Linked DNA regions of Sus scrofa: region 2 is linked to region 1. A link is a contact called in public HiChIP or PLAC-seq data. All regions are on one chromosome and are shown on one strand. Each heading gives the region's core, a stretch centred on a gene start, on an enhancer-like site or on the middle of the called end of the contact. The rest is flanking DNA. Distances are from core to core; before and after follow the strand shown.

Region 1 (3,424 bases), core at 515-3,014:
TAAAAAAGTTATATGTTTACATCTTTTCTTTTGTTGCTCTCTTCAATGGTGTGTTACAAGACCGTCTCCGCTGGTATCGCTGGTCTCTAGAGGCATGTGCACAAGAGTTTCCATGTGTCTCCCAGAGGCTCGCCAGCTTCCCCTGCCTTCCTCTGTGCCCCGGGCAGCACTTGTCTGCAGACTGCACTGCCAGGTTAGGTCACCGGGAGCGTCTGCACAGACCAGAGCTGGGAAGAGAGCGCGTCAGAGGGCCTGTTCCCCCAGGCCCCTCTCGACACAGACAGGCCTGTGGTTTGGCAGTGGCCTCGTTCCTCTGCCAAGGAAATCTCTTTCTCTGATTCCCGCTCCCTCCCGCTGCCCTGTCAAGATCAGGAGGGGTGTCAGCTTCCTGAGGCTAAGAGCCCCTCCGTGCATCACCAAGGCTTGCTTATTCACTTAAGTCTGCCCTTCACTCACGAAAAGCCCTCCAACGATCTTTCTGCGCCTGCCCTCTGCTCCTTGTTGGGCCCCTGACGGAGAGAGCAATTGCCATCAGAGGCAAGGGCCCCAGAAAACAGACTCGACATGGGATTGCAGAATTGGGCTGCCCATACACTTGATGCGTGTGGGGAAACCCAGCCCTGGGATTCTGTGCCATGCAGGGCACCCCAGTCCCTCCAGTTATCAGCAGTGGTGGCGGTGTGGATATGTGGTGCGTGGTGGGCAAAGAGATAGGTGGTCCAGGAGGGAGATGCTTAGTTGTTACAGTAAATGGGGGGAGAGATTACAGATTACGCAGGGGGCTGGCTACTCCTGAAGGCCCTGGAAAGTATGCACGAAGGAAAAGGACACTTCTAGCCTGGAGGTGTCAGGGCTCTCCAGTCAGACAGGCGGGAACACACATGTAATTCGACAAGATGGGTTTGTTGCAGCCGAGCACTCCGTGGGGATGCACGGGGAACTAGGAGGGCATCAGAAAGGACACCTCGTAGGGTTTGGCCTTTCCTAGGTGATTCTGCAGGGCTGTGCTGTGGATTGGATGCTGTTTAGAAGCTTCTTAAAAACTCCTATCTAGGAGAGCCGACTGCAGGGAGGTTAAAGCTCTAAGTGGGACGTGGCGGCCGTGAACCAGCTCCGGTGGGGAGGCTGGCTGAGAGTGCGCATGTTTCTTCCGTGTCCACACGTGACGGGAGTGGTCCGTGGCCCTGTGTGACGTCGGTGCCTGAGAAAATGCTTATGTCCACCGCAGAGCAGCAGGCCTGGCCGAAGCCGACCCCTCCACGTCCTTCTCGGAGGGACAACAGCAAAGCCCCGTGGGGACCGCACGGACAGCCCTCCTCCCGAAGCCTCCTGGTAGGTCCCGCTGCGGCACGGGCAACAGGCGGTGGCGGGAGGCGCGTCCACCACGCGCGGCGCCGCCGACGGACCCGAGCCTCTCTGCGCCGCGCCCGCCGTCCGCGCCCCGCCCGCGGCTCCACCCCGCCCGGCGCGCGGCGGCCCGCGAGCATGCGCACACGGCCGGCTCGGGAGCCATTTCGCGGGGCTGCGGCGCGGGGGGAGCGACTGCGCAGGCGCCCGGCGGGAGAGCGCGCGCGCGGGAGCGCGGCGCCGGAAGGGGCGGGGCGGCCCGCGCCTGCGCAGTGGGCAGTGCGGGGGCGGGGCCGGCCGTCAGCTGACTGTGGCGGCGGCGGCGGCGTCGCGGGACCACCGTCGGATCGCGGCTCTGCGCGGAGGGTCGCCCGCGCGTCAGCTCTCGGGAGGCGAGGCGCGGGGCCGGCCACACCATGGCGACCACCGTCAGCACGCAGCGCGGCCCGGTAGGCTTCGGCTGGGAGGCGGGCTCCGCGGCCTCCGGGCACAGGCGAGGGCCCGACGCCGGGCTCGGGGCGAGCGGTGGGGGGGGGGGTCCCCGCACTTGGCGGGTCCCTGAGCGGGGAGGCCTGGCACCCGGCGGGTTCCCGGTGGGGGAGGCCCCGCATCTGGCGAGTCCCGGCGCCCAGTGGGTCCCCGAGGGAGGAGGCCTGGCACCCGGAGGGTCCGCAGAAGGGAGCTGGCCCCGAATCCGGTGGGTTCCCCGGACGGAGGAGGCATCCCGTGCCCGGAGTGTCTCTCTGTGGACGAGCACCCTGGAGGCCGAGACTCCCAGGCCCGGCCGTGTCCCCGCTTCTCAAGCCCTCGTTTTCTCCAGTGACACCCGAGGGGTTGGGAGCTGGGAGTGCCCTCTGCTCCCGGGCCGCCCTCCTTCTCTTCTGTGTCCTGGCGCAGCTGACTGCCACTGCGGGGGAGCGGGTCCTGGCGGTGTTGAGACCGGGTGGTGCTCGTGGGTCCTGAGGTTTTTATCACAGCGGCTTCACGCGTGCAGCGGGCCGGCGCCTCCGTCTCTCCGACCTGACGCTGGTGCCTTCGCCTGGCAAGGCCACGGCGGAGGCTGCGTCCACGGCCGCCCAGCTCCTCACCCTTGAACCGGGCTTGGCAGGTCTTGTCTGTGCTGCTCCTGGCGGGACAGGAACGAGTTCCCCAGAAGGCTCTCCTGAGTTTGCCCAGGAGCGGGAAGGTTTTGCCAGAAGCCCCTGGGCACAGCTGCTCTTTCCCAGTGGTTGGCGGGAGCCTGACGGCACTTCCTAGCAGACTCGGGTGTGGAAACGCCCCAGGGTCAGTAGAGAGGCTTCTGGAGCTTGATTTCCGATGTTTCCACGTCCCCGTCCTCACCGCACACAGGGAGCTACAGCAGGTTGCGTGTCCACGGTTTCTCATTTCTAGGCAAGTGGCTCACCAGAGAAGCAAAGGGACAAAATTAGCGGTCCCCCCTCCCCCCCGGGAGCAGTGACATAACACATAATGGTCAGGCCGCCCGGCCCCCTTCCTGGCCTGTCGCCTGTCCTCAGCTTCCTGTGAACGTGGTGCCTCTGGAACCTCACATGGAGGCGAGGGGCTGGTGGCAGGCCCCGTGGTGGGTGAGGACGGAGCTGCGGGTGCTGGGATGTGGGCCTGCGCTCCTGAGCCGTCTGACCAGCCAGCGTGGTGCTTCCTGGCTGGTCTCTCGCAGTGCGCTCGCGGTCTTTCTGTCCGTGTGTCGTGCCCTCCGCGGCCTGCGCTCACGCGGTGAGGCCAGGTCCCCGAGCTGCCAGGGCTCCCGGGTCCTGAGTGCCCTGGAGTCCCTGGGCCTCTCCCAGCACACGGGGCAGTGATGCCCACCACCGGCGTCTCACAGGAGCCACACGGCGAGGCCTGGAGGTGAACAGGGGCCTCCCTGGGCGAGGGTCTTGGAGGAAGTGACCTGCGACCTCAAACTTGAGAAAGGAGCAGGGGCTGTGGGGTGACCGGAGGAGGAGCGTCAGAGCTAGACGGGGGTGGGGGTGAGGGCTTCTGCAAGGCCCGGAAGGGTCCGCAGGGGTGGCGCCTGTGCCCGAGCAGGCTGGCAGGTGCGGCAGCCTTGGGGCTGATC
Region 2 (3,424 bases), core at 319-2,818, 130 kb before region 1:
GCCCCTGGGCTCCACCTCAGACCATACACGAGACCAGGGGCCATCTCCTGTCTATGTGATCCGAACTGCCCATTGTGGACTGGCTGACACGCAGCCATAAAGTGGGGTGTGCCCCGCAGTAAACCGCCACCGAGGGGAAGGCGGATGGACCTTGAGCACAGGTAAGTTGCCTGAGCTGGTGCGTCGCCCTCCCAACATGCCGAGTCACAGCTCCCTGCTTCCCCATCTCCAGCCTCAACCTGTGACCTCCTGAAGTTTCTTATGACATTATTATTCCCGTGACACGAACAAAGCACCCGAGTCACAGGGACAGTGAGTACGTGGAGGAGCAGGGACCTGAAGCCCAGGCCACCAAGGGGACGTGGGATCACTGGTGGTGGGGCAGAGAAGGATGGTGCACCTGGGGGACAGCAGCTGGATGCAGGCGGGGTCCCCCAGGGCTCGCATTCCTCGGGGGGATGGTTAGGGCCATTGTCCCGGGGAGAAATACAAGCCAAGGAGTGAGGAGTGGGTGGTTACAGGCAAAGGCATGCATCTCAGCCCCGGCCACCTGCCCAGTTCTAGAGGTAAGGCCCCTGGCCTGCGTCTGCGTGCCGTTCCTGTCTGAATTAGTACATGTGAAATGAGTCCCCTCGTTCTTTGTCTTTCCTCACTGTTTTATCTCAGGTGGTCCAGTGTGCAGTGTCCCCCCCCCACCGTGAGCTTCCCAATCACAGGGGCAGTAAAGGGGGCAAGGAGCTCTCTCTGCCTCTGGCACTGGCCGAAGAGACTCAGGGTGGGCCTTGGAGGGGCAGGCCAAGGGCCCCACGATGGCAGCATGTCATTGCATTCCAAGCTCTGGATCCCGGATCCTCGTTCTCAGCCTGCGGCTCCTGCCGGCGGATGGAGATGGCTCCTGTGCTTCCCTGCAGAGGCAGCAGAGGCTCAGCCCTTTCTTTCGGGAAGGAAGCTGCCCTGGCAGATTTCTGTTTGCCTCACTGGCCGTCACCACCTCCGGCCCTGGTTGCTGTCGGGGAGGCTGGATGACGAGGTGTCACCTGCTGGTCTCCACCACCGAGGGAGCAGGACAGCGGGGCTCTCGGGTCACGGGAGAGGCCACTGGGAAGGCTGCCGGCCTGGGAGGTTCTCCAGTTCTGCAGGCCGTGCTGGGAGCACCCCAGTACTGTCCTGCGTTCCTTTCACCTGAACCTTTCTGTGCTGGGCACGGACAGCTCAGCCTTCCCGGGCCTGGAGAGCAGGCCAGGTGGCAGGAGGGGACCCCGAGGAGAGGGGAGGGGCTGCTTCCCTCTGGAGAGATGGGGCAGCCAGGCCGGAGGGGACAGCCGCGGTGTGTGTGTTTTGGGGGGGGCAGTCTGGGTGTGGGCGGACAGCCAGAGTGCAGGGGGAACATCCCCCGTGGTGACGGGCCAGCCACATTCGGGCTCCGGCGGGCAGGCGGGGCCGGGGGCGGCCCGACGAGGCGGCAGGGCTGCCGGGGCCGCCGGGACTACATTTCCCAGCAGGCCGCGCGCCTCACGTCACTTCCGGCGGCGTCCGCGGCGCGCGTGTGGGAGTGAGTGAGCGAGTGTTTACTTCCGGCCGCCGCCGCCGCCGCCGCCGCGGGCTGAGGGCCGAGCGAGTCGGGCGGCGGGCGCGGCGGGCCCCGCGCAGCCATGGACTGGCTCATGGGGTGAGTCGGGCGGCCGGGCGGCCGGGCGGGCCGGGCCGCGGGAGGGGCTGCGGGGCGCGCCGCGGGCGGCCCGGGTCAAGGGCATTGGGCCGGGCGGAGCGGGCTGGGCCGGCGAGGGGCGTCCGGGGGTCGGGCGCGGGGCCGCGGCTCCTGGGAGCGGGGCCGGGGGCCGGGCCAGGAGCGGGACCGCGTCCGGCCTGCAGCTCGGGCGGCGCGCGGAGCCGCCGGTCCGGAGCCGGCGCAGGGCAGGCGGCCACACCTCGCCGCTGGGTGTCGGGCGGCGGGGGAGGTCGGACGGGGCTGCTCTCGCCGGGCGCTGCGGGGAACGAGCTTCTGGAAGAAATAACTTTGACGTTGGCGCAGAACAGTTCCGTAAGAGCGAGGAAAAGCGGCGCAACAACCCAGCTGTGTCGACGCGTCGGCCAGGGCGAGGTTGGTGTCCCCCGCGGGCGGCCGGCCGCAGGGCGGAGTAGGAAGGAAGCATCAGCACCGGAGCCCGGGCTGGGCTCTCTCTCCGTCGGCTTTTGTGTTTCGCTGGCTGGGAGTTAGGTAAACATGTAAAACGTCACGTCGTCTTCCAATAGTCGTTCTGCCTAAAACGATCCTTTTTGTTTTTTTAAACTTTTCGCGGATGGGAAAGGGCCGGCGCTGTTCACCAGCAGCGTGGGCCGTCTCCATCGGTAGCTAGCTCCGACTCGAACAGCACCCTGGGGAGTGCTGGAGTCAGGTTCGTTCCTCCAGTGGCCCGAGGTGGCTGTTTTGTGGTCTTCGGGCAGGTGCAAGGGCTTGTCTAGACCCTGAAGTCCTGGAAGGGAGGTGAAAGGTCCGGGGTGTGTTTCTGCCTCTGTCCGGCCCTTGCAGGTGTAGACGGAGTGGAGGGTGCTGTCAGGAGAGCCAGGGAGGTGAATGAACCCACCCCCGCCTGCAGGTTCAGTCCGGGAGGGGTGTGGAAGCAGCATGGGGGGAGAATCAGGAGGCCAGAGAAAGGCGCTGAGTGTGGTGGGGCGGGCCTAGAGCCAGAGCGCGGGGTCAGGGCAGCGTGTGGGTGATGCAGGGGCCAGCAAGGCGCAGCACCGCTCCTCTCGCTTCTTGTAGGGCCATCCCAGCCTTATCACATTCGCTGTGTGACTTTAGGTGGTCCGTGCTTCACCAGACCTGCTTTTCAGAAGTCGTCTGGGAGGCGGAAGTTCTGGTCCCTGCAGCTGGCGCCGGGAAGGATACACTGAAGCGACAGAGAAGGGCGTTTGGCCCGGTGCTCGGCAGTGGTGGGTGTGGCTGCGGCCAGTAAGGAGAGGTGTTTGTAGGCCTTTGTAACCCACAGGCACCCAGAGTTGAGGGCAGAGAGCAGCGTTTGCCTTCTTTTGAGTCGCAGACACTTGCTTTCTGCCTTTATCAGGAGGGAGTGAGCTGGGGACAGCCTGGCCTTCTTGCGAGTCTTTCAGAGGAGCCGACTGTTGACTGGCCATGTTGAATTCGCAGGGCTTTGTGTCGGGAGGACCAGCCAGAAGGACCAGCCTGATGAGCTGGGTGGCTGAGGGAGCAGCCTCTTTTGTCTGCATGGGATGCTTATGTGCTCTTGTCCACATGGAGTGGGTACCCTGTCCCTGGAAACTGCCCGGCAGTAGGTTTTTAAAGCGACCGAGGTCTGTGCTGTGGACTTTTACTGTCGTCCCTGTGAACAACCGGTGATGAGCTCAGCCTGGCTTCCAAGGGTCTGATTCTTGAGGCCCTTGTCAAGACTTTGGCAACCAGGCA

What was found. HiChIP or PLAC-seq counts read pairs in DNA pulled down with a chosen protein or histone mark.
Region 2: a contact with region 1 is called in an H3K27ac HiChIP or PLAC-seq map of alveolar macrophages. The contact joins the promoter of MOB2 here to the promoter of TOLLIP in region 1. A contact is called at or near these places in 1 of 47 Hi-C or Micro-C datasets (fetal heart ventricle) and 1 of 2 datasets of contacts at active chromatin or transcription factors (alveolar macrophages).

Annotation. Positions count from the first base shown.
Region 1 is chr2:862,677-866,100 of Sscrofa11.1, reverse strand. TOLLIP (toll interacting protein) reads left to right here and starts at 1,764. Exons shown (of 7, transcript NM_001315800.1): 1 at 1,764-1,796. The coding sequence starts at 1,764.
Region 2 is chr2:991,818-995,241 of Sscrofa11.1, reverse strand. It overlaps MOB2 (MOB kinase activator 2), which reads left to right and starts at 1,568. Exons shown (of 5, transcript XM_021082597.1): 1 at 1,568-1,669. The coding sequence starts at 1,653.